2 separate regions of the Sus scrofa genome follow, and region 1 is linked to region 2. The links are chromatin contacts, called in public Hi-C maps. All regions are on one chromosome and are shown on one strand. The core of a region is the stretch at or near the end of the contact, and the rest is flanking DNA. Distances in the headings are between cores, read along the strand shown.

Region 1 (4,585 bases), core at 2,018-4,517, 200 kb after region 2:
TGTTGATAACTTAATGGTGTGATCAGTAATCAGCGCTCTTTACCCTGAGTTTTCCTGACTAGCATGTATCTGATGGTTTCCTTAAGCAACAGGGGAGAGGTGTGTCTGGAAAAAAAGGAAGCACAGGTACTTGAACTCATCCCGAGGACTGCAGAACAAGCTGCTGGGAGGCAGGATGGAGTGGATGGAACACTGTGCTAGACTTGACCATTCACTATTTAGAAAGACCCTAAATGTCCTTGAATCAGGATGAAGTAGATAATGAACCACAGGCTCCGTTTGTAAGACTAAATGCAAACCCTGGGATGGCTAAAAGCCACCATAGAACGAAGAGCAGAAAAGAGTGAAATTAGTATAAGATGTTATCACAAACACTTTTTTAAAATTTTCTTTCCATTTTGGGGAGCTCTGGCCTGCCAGCTGGTTTCCCTTGACATACACTTGCCCCGGTCAACCCTCACACACACTCAGAGAGATCCACGCATCTACACCTGCACACCCAGGAGCATGCGCACGTGCAGATGCACCCACACATCTCTTAGGTGGGACCATATGGAATTGCCATCCTTATACGTCAGAGAAAAAAAAAATCAGCAATGTCATAGAGCTGATAGCAACGCACATACATACACAAATATACGTGTGCTTATACAGAGGCCATCTGCACATACGACACAAACAGATACGCACACTCGCATGTGCAGAAAAAATCTGATGCGGACTGCTCCCCCCCCCACCCCGCCTCCGCTGCACCCTGTCGCGTGACATTAACTTGCAATGCCGATCGTTCGCCCCTCGCAGGAGAGTGAAGACCTGGAGAAACAGAACGCGGCGCTGCGGAAGGAGATCAAGCAGCTCACAGAGGAGATGAAGTACTTCACATCGGTGCTGAGCAGCCACGAGCCCCTGTGTTCCGTGCTGGCCGCCGGCGCGCCCTCGCCCCCCGAGGTGGTGTACAGCGCCCATGCCTTCCACCAGCCGCACGTCAGCTCCCCGCGCTTCCAACCCTGAGCTCCCCGAGAGGCAGGGCTGGCAGAGCCCCCACCCCAGCTGCTCCCAGGCCTCAGGAGGGGCACACAGACTGTGGCCCGGCGGCGGCCCTTGTCCCTCAGCGTCCTCTCCCCGCCTGGAGACCCGAAGCCCGACGCCTTGGACCAGGATTGAACACAGGACGTGGCACCTGGAAGCATGTGTGGCCGCAGGGCAGTGTGTTGCCTGCTGGGAGGCCTGGGCTGGACCTTGGTGGGGTGGGAGGCCCCGTCCAGGGGGAAAGGAGGGCGGGGTTATTTTTCTCTATAAAAGTCTGAAAAGAAGCCATTCTGGCAAGGGCTTGAAACCTTCATTCTGTGGAGCTGGGGTTGTTGTGTTGTTGCTGTTGTTTGTTCTGTTTGTTTTCTTGGCCTCAGGAGCCTTTAACGCTTGGGAGGCTTTACGGCCATTGCTTCTTTCCTGCGGTCTGTGAAGCTACTTGGCAAGCTGGGTTTTCACAAAGAATCGTCAATCCTCCTTCTAGGTAGCTTCTTGATTCTCCTCCCTAAATCATCTCACTGTGACCTTGAACTTTCCATTCCTCGCTGCCTCATGCTTTCTAGATGGTCAGCCTAGACCTTTCTAGGCTCATTCTCTAGACGGCAGAAGGACCAGGGCCAGGCTGGTGGGGTAGGATGGTCCTTGGATTGACACCCTCCTCTGCCGGGACTGCACTTGCTCCCACGGGTCCAGGCGGCCTGCACTGGGTGATGCTGTGTGCTGTTGGCTCTGCGCCAGGAATTCTAGCAACGCCAGGAACCCCCCCACATGTAAAGGGGTGCTTTCCTCAGGCTCTCCTGGGACAACATGGTTTGGGGACATGGGCACTCCCTGCCCAGCTGAAGACTCCACCTCCCCTGGGATGCTGTGGTAAAGCACGCACACCTCTGCCTGTGTCCATGAGGCTCTGCAGGCTGCTGTTTTGAGCATGGTTTGAGGGCAGCGGTGGCTCAAGTAACACAGGGTTGTCTTCAGGACTTCCCATCCACCAATTTTGGCAGAGCTGAAATCAGTGTGCTCCAGTCCCCCTGCTCTTCTGAGGTCCCCAGGCCATGCCCTCTGGCCTGAACCACATCACGTCACTGTCCAAGAGCCCCAGCAGGGCCTGCCCACATGCACAGCCCCTGCTGAGCCAAAAGCCACAGGGATTGCCATGGAAGGTGTCAGATGCAGCCCCTCTGGTCTCCCCGTCTCATCCCTTGGTCCTTCAGAGGGGCTGCTACCACCTGCTGCCCCCCTGTAAGTGGTCATCTTGGGAGGCTATGAGCACAGGGGAAAGAGAGAGGCAGGCTGGTCTCCAGCCTGCCTGCCCACAGCTCTGGCTGGCTTGAGTCAAGTTTCTGGCTCTGGGCCTCCCCTGGACTGTGCCAGTGCGAGGCTAGTGTCATTACTTAACTCTTCAGAGGCCTGGAAAGGCTGGCACATGGACACCTGACCCCCTTGTGGCCCACAGAGGGAAGGAGTCCAAGCCAAGGGCCTCTGAAGGCACACCACCACTGGGGGGGCCCCTCACCCCTTCCCTCACCCCTGAAGCTGATGCCCATGGATGCCCAGAATGTGAGAAGGCTCAGAGCTTGTTAGAGTCAGCCCAGAGGGCCTTCCCGGGGTATCAGCATTGCTTCCAATGAGTCCTGCATTTTAACCTTTGGTCTCCCAATACAACTTGGTACATGGGACTCCTCTTCCAGTGCACAGACCCAGCAAAGACTGGGGTGCATGGTGAGGGGCTAAGGCAAGGAGGGTCTCTCATCATTTCCCTTCAGGGTCTGACTTCTGGTAGCTCACACTCTGTTGTTCCTTCCCACCCCTGTGTTAACCGGCAAAGCCAAGCCAGTGGTCCCTCAGATGTGGCCTGCATTGACTGGAAGGTGTTTTTCTTTTGCAGTCTGGAAGCAACACTTCAGGCCCAGCTGTCTTTAGAGCTAGTTCAGCCCGGGCCAGGCCTCTCACGGGCCTCCTTCCAATCAGAGCTTTTTTCCTCCCCACCCCTGCTCTAGTGCTGTGATTTCCCCCCAGAAACCCCCGCCGAAGGCACATGACCAGTGCTGGGCATCGTCTGAATGACATTCAGAGCCAGAACCAGAAATGCGGGGCTCACGTGTGCTACTCCCGTCTCTCAGCAAGGACTTCTCTTCCCCTTTCATTCTTTACTTTCTAATGACCCCAGGCAGTTCCACTTCTCCTTTCTGATCAGTCTGACTAGGGTGAATGCCAAAGCTGACTTCATCTCCACACAGGAAATTGGAGGGGCAGCTATAAATAGATCTCAACTTCCAGAACCTTGACCGCAGATTTCCTACCACCCAGGTCTGTCCCCCCAGCCTCTTGCCGATGACAGGGCTAGCTCCCTCAGGCTGGTGGACCACTGACCCACACTCAAATGCCTCAAAGGCCCAGGCAGGTACTATTAATACATGAAACTCACTGGCTGTAGGACAGTTGGGAGTGGTGGGGAGTGTGGCAAGTGGAAGCGTGAGTGCTGCTTAAAGCAGCGAGCTGGCCCTGGGTTCTATTCCATGCAGCCATGGAATTCAGGCCCAGAACTACCATGTCTTCCATTCATCCGTTCATCAAAGCCCAAATCAGAATTTCTGCAATAATCCTCTGATTTTTAAAACACTCTGCAGACCAAACAAAATGGGTGTGTGGAGCAGGAGCAGGTTTGCCCTTAATATTTGCAGGGCCTGGGACAAGAGTACAAACGGAGGCCAATACTGCATGTCTAAATACTTACATATTATACATTAAGCTTATAAAATATGTAGATATGTTAAAATAGGTTCTTTTCTCCTGCCTTGGCAAATACATCCTCATAACAGCCTGGAGGGCGGGATTTGAATTTAGAGTTCTTAGAGGCTTCAGAACTTTGATCAATACAAGGCGGCATGGGGAGAAACAGCCCCCAGACTGCAGCCTGCGCTTCTCCAGTCCCTCCCCGGCTCCTCCTCAGCAGCCTTGGTAGACATACCAGCCTACCAGCCTGTCTGGCCATACTCCTCCCCCACAGCAGCCGTCCTCGGGCCGCACCCACAGGTCCAGGGGTGCGCATACTAGTGTTTGATCTACTCTGGCAAGGAGGTATTGGGGAAGAGGGCTACAGCTCCTGGAAGCCAGCTCAGGGACACTCTGGGATTCCAGGGCGCTGGTATATGGAGCATGGTCTAAAGAGGACAGAGGAGAGTTCCTGTTGGGGTTCAGTGGTAACGAACCCAACTAGTATCCATGAGGATGTGGGTTTGATCCCTGGCCTCACTCAGTGGGTTAAGGATCCTGTGTTGCCGTGAGCTGTGGTGTAGGTCGCAGACACGGCTTGGATCCCGCATTGCTGTGGCTGTGGCTGTGGCCGGTCGTTGCAGCTCCGATTCGACCCCTAGCCTGGGAACCTGCATTTGCTGAGGGTGTCCCCCAAAGACAAAAATAAATAAATAAATGAATAAAAGTGGACAGAGGGCTCTGGGTAGGCATGTCCCCTTGGTTCTCAGGACCCTGGTCCCCGTGTGAAGGGGTCTAGCAGGTAGAGGGGAGTCCCTGTAATGTGAGGAGTCCAGAGCGGGGA
Region 2 (4,486 bases), core at 902-3,401:
TGGAAGTCCCTGGGTCAGGGATTGAATCCGAGCTGCAGCTGCACCCTGTGCTGCAGCTGTGGTAACACCAGATATTTTAACCCACTGCCAGGGTCTAACCCCACACCACAGTCAACCAAGCCGCTGCAGTCGGATTCTTAACCCACTGCATCATGGCAGGAATGTACATTTTTCAAAGATTTACATAAATTGGAGTTCCCATTGTGGCTCAGTGGTTAACGAATCCGAGTAGGAACCGTGAGGTTGCGGGTTCAATTCCTGGCTTTGCTCAGTGGGTTAAGGATCTGGCGTTGCCGTGAGCTGTGGTGTAGGTTGCAGACACGGCTCGGATCCTGCGTTGCTGTGGCTCCGGTGTAGGCTGGTGGCTATAGCTCCGATTGGACCCTTAGCCTGGGAACCTCCATGTGCCGTGGGAGCGGCCCTAGAGAAGGCAAAAGAGACAAAAAAAAAAAAAAAAAAAAAAAGAAAAAAGAAAAAAGAAAAAGATTTACACAAATAGAAACCAAGATACTTCACCTGAATTCACAGAATATAGAGATACTAGAGATGATTTGAGAAGGACAGTCATGACTATGAGAAGAAATTGATAGTGCATTCTAGAGAACAAGAAAAAGACAGCATAATGAAAGGCATTCTAAAGGAAGTCAAAATGACTTATGAAAATTATACATACTTAACTGTATATTGCTTTCGCATATATAACAGATACTCTTTGCCTATAAGCTTTTTCGGGGGGAGAATTGCCTGAAATCATAGTCATATTTTAGAAAGCAGAAGGGCTCACCCATGCTGAGCAGGGTTCCTCTCAGCAGCTTCCTTCCCTTCCAGCAGCGGATTTGTCCGTCTAGCACAAGTACCCTGCAGGCACTGCTCTCAATTCCCACGCAGACTATGAAGAAGATGGGGACCACCCAGGAGGGTCCCTAATAGAGACGGTGTATGTCACCTTGCAAATGTCTTCTTTAGCTCACTTCATTATAAATATTACAACAATGTGGTTTGGTCAAACTCTCTTCATTTCTCTCTCTTTTAATTACCAGGGTATTATTTTACACTTTCTATGATGTAGAACCACAGGAGCCTACAATGGGCCCCCAGGCACCCATAGCCTAATTCCAGGAAACATCAGCCCAAGGCCATGCTCCCATCCTGTTACTTGCCTACCATCACATCATTTCAATACCTGGAAATACTTACAAGAATATGTCTCTCATAAGGACCTAAAAAATATAATGGCAATCTCATTATCACACCCAACAAAATGAATGCTACGTCATAAGGTGGCATTTAAAAAACTCTGGGGAAGTGTTTGGTACAGCCAGAAAATCCTTTGTCTGTGCAGCAAGTATTGGGCAGCAATTCTGGATGTTCAGAATTGGTGTAGATCTGATTCCTTCAACCAGACCACACTGGACAAACCAGGGTGGTGGGGGAAGGAGCAGAGTGAATTTGGGGAAGTGCAGGGTTGTGAGTGGGAGGCTAGTTCAGCGATCAGCAGCCATCCCCCCACCCCCGTGGGGCCAGGAGAAGATCTGAGGGGCCCAGGGAACCCCCTCAGCCCTACTTGTGTCCTTGGCTGGCAGGAAGCATCCATCCAAAGGAGAGAAATTGGGAGAAGGGATGGAGCAGGAAACAGAGAGAGAAGCGGGTGGGAGGAGAGAGGGGCTGATATTGAGAAAGAAAAAGAGGCAGGGGAGGGCAAAACGAAACTGCTGTGGTCCACCCACAGGGTGCCAGGGTGTGTCTGTGCCCCTCCAGGCTTCCAGGAGAGAGGTTCCCCTAAACCTGCCCCGTCTCTTGCTCGTCCCTTCAGTTACTCCGAGTTACACTGTCAGTGGAGGGAAGTTCTGGGCGGGTATGTGTGTACCTACAAGGAGAGAGGGTTTTGTGTCTTTGGCAGAGGAGGGGAAGGGCTCCACCTGCGCAGGCGCGGGCACCTCCATCAGGGCCTTGGCGGAGCCGAGGAGGTGCTGCCAGCAGGTGGGCGCCCGCCAAAGCAGGAGAAGGGAAGCCGCAGAAAGGAGCGGCTTGATCCTCCCGTGGGAGCGGGGCCACGAGGCGGCAGTCTCCGCAATCTCGGGTGGGCGCGGGGCTCGAGGGCCTGAGGGAGGTGCGGAAGGAAGCGCCCCAGCGCCCCCCAGCGGGTGGAGAGAGGCCTCCCCGGCTTTGACCACGAGCGCCCCTTCTAAGCCGGGCAGAATGTGAGATGGGTGACCCGAGACGTAAGGCGACCTGGGGTTTCGGTAAATCCTTGGAGATGGTCTCCGCAGCCCCCAGCGCGGGGACAGGGGGTGGCTCCGGGCGCGGCTGTGGCCGGCGAGGTCTTAACTTCCTCCCAGCAGGAAACATTGCGGGTGATGTCACCGCTAGAGAGGCGACTTGGAAGTCAGAGTGTGCCTTCCTCGAGGGCTTTGGGGAAAGGGGCTATAGGGGTTGTGCCAGCCGGGACCCTGGCTGCCTCAAGGGGTCCGGGACCCCTCCTGCCTCCAGTTTCTGATGAAGCCCTGGGCCTGTGCCTCCTGGAGCTTTCTAGATCCATCTCAGTGAGGTCTTCCAAACCCGGTGGAAGTGCCCCAGGAGCCCGGGGACCACATTCCTTTCCCACGAGTCCAACAGCTGGCGCCACCCTGAGCACACCTTTGCAGAGAGCGTCCTCTGGATGGATTTCCAAAGGCTCCTGGTCCCTCACCAGGACCCTCACCCAGGGAAATCTCTTTCTGCCGTTTTTCACTAGACAAGGTGCAGGCTGGAGGTGAGCTGCATTGATTAGAACCTGCACAATGGGCTGGTGGCCACATGAGGCCTAGGGAATGAGGACATTAGCAGTGTGGCTTCCCAGACAGTGATACCAGTGAACACACAGCAAAAGGAGGTTGATGGAATCAGGTCTGGGGACTTGCCTTTTTTTTTTTCCTTTTCAGGGCTGCACCCACAACATATGAAGGTTCCCAGGCTTGGGCTCCAATAGGAGATGTAGCCGCCAGCCTACGGCACAGCCACCAGGGATCTGAGCCGCATCTGCAACCTACACCACAGCTCATGGCAACACTGGATTGTTAACCCACTGAGTGAGGCCGGGGATTGAACCCACAACCTCATGGATGCTAGTCGGGCTCGTTAACTGCTGAGCCACAATGGGAACTCCCGGGGACTTGTCTTTATTACAGATAGTAATTAACACACTGAGTTCTTATTATGTGCTGGGGACTATTCTACTAAGCATTGTTCTCATGCATCCTGTGCATGTTCTAAACGTGCGTTATTTGATTTCATAACATTATTCCTGATTTTACAGATAAAGAATCTGAGCCACGAAGAGATGACATCACTTGGCCAAGGTCACACAGCTTCTGGAGCCAGAGCTCTATTTTGCCTTTGTGAAGAAGAGGGAACATGCAATACACTTTTCTGAAGGAAAAACAAGCTGATGTCAGGGATTCTTTCAGGAAAGCGAATTTCAGGGCCGTGGCTGAGATCACCATCCATTCAACAAATGTCCCAAACGCTGAATGCACTTCTGTGTCAAAGCACTTGGCATAACTGCTGTTCACCATGATGACCTGCAGCCACCCAGAAAAGTTTAATTTAGGTTCTGCCAGCTCTGTTTAATAAGGTGGGGAAGTGAGTAAGACGCTTTGAAAAGGTCTCCATTAAAACAGAATTACCAAAGTTCAACGTCTAAAGGAATTAGCCCCTCTCTCTGGGAAGCTTGGCTACTCTGGTAACTCATTCTAGAGGACGCTTTGTTTTAAACAGTGTCCCCTCTGGAGGGCTCTGCTCTGATGTCGTCAGGGCTGCCTTTGGCATCTGTGAGACAGGAACGAAGAGTGTCTCTCTCTGCTATTTCCTTGACAAGGACTCCCAGGAGATGGCGGGGATCACTTGGCGAAGTTCTTTTTCTTCCACCCGTCCCCGTCTGAAATTCCCCAAATGCTCTGGGCCCTGTGATGCTGGGCGGCGGGCAGTTTCCCCAGCAGTTGCCCTGGCATCTTGCCCCCTTCACACAAAGCAACCACTGTTGCAGAAAATGAGGGTCCTGTGACCATTTGGCACCACCCCCTGCCTGGCATTTGAGTGGGAGAAGGAACTTTTTCTCCTTGACAATAGATTCTGATCACAAACCCGGCCCCTTTCAAAGAAATAGCTTCCATAAAATGACTTTGCCTAGAGGTAAGAACTAAAGGCTAGAAGAGAAGTGATTTTCTGCAGGAGCCCCTTCATGTCACTGAGACATCGGGGAAGGCTGGAAGGCCCCACACGGATTTCCATCTCCCACTCTGCTGTCAACTCTCACCCCTTCTCCTCTTACTGTGGTCTCCTGGAATTTGTTTCAAACTGTGGCGCATCTGGTCCCTGGTGCCACGGTGCCCTGTAATTAGTGGTCTAGAATTCCAGTTGTACCTCTAAATGCAGGTGTAGCAATCCTTTCTTTTTCTTTTTCTTTTTTCCCCTCTTTTTAGGGCCACACCCATGGCATATGGAGGTT

What was found. A called contact is a pair of places that touch in the nucleus more often than the background predicts.
Region 1: a contact with region 2 is called in a Hi-C map of mesenteric adipose tissue, with 3 times the contacts expected there. The contact joins two enhancer-like sites. A contact is called at or near these places in 10 of 47 Hi-C or Micro-C datasets (adipocytes, alveolar macrophages, embryonic fibroblasts and 7 more) and 2 of 2 datasets of contacts at active chromatin or transcription factors (alveolar macrophages and skeletal muscle).

The regions. Positions count from the first base shown.
Region 1 is chr7:98,690,889-98,695,473 of Sscrofa11.1, forward strand. It overlaps BATF (basic leucine zipper ATF-like transcription factor), which reads left to right. Exons shown (of 3, transcript NM_001244571.1): 3 at 802-1,342. The coding sequence ends at 1,011. Among named protein-coding and RNA genes, the nearest start is that of BATF, 23 kb to the left of the region's middle. Within about 2 kb of position 3,268, at least 34 of the 83 cell types and tissues checked have an H3K27ac peak or open chromatin away from gene starts, as enhancers often do. A contact at or near this core is called in alveolar macrophages, liver, mesenteric adipose tissue and 1 more, where this site is marked.
Region 2 is chr7:98,493,665-98,498,150 of Sscrofa11.1, forward strand. No RefSeq gene overlaps it. Among named protein-coding and RNA genes, the nearest start is that of FOS, 46 kb to the left of the region's middle. Within about 2 kb of position 2,152, at least 34 of the 83 cell types and tissues checked have an H3K27ac peak or open chromatin away from gene starts, as enhancers often do. A contact at or near this core is called in alveolar macrophages, liver, mesenteric adipose tissue and 1 more, where this site is marked.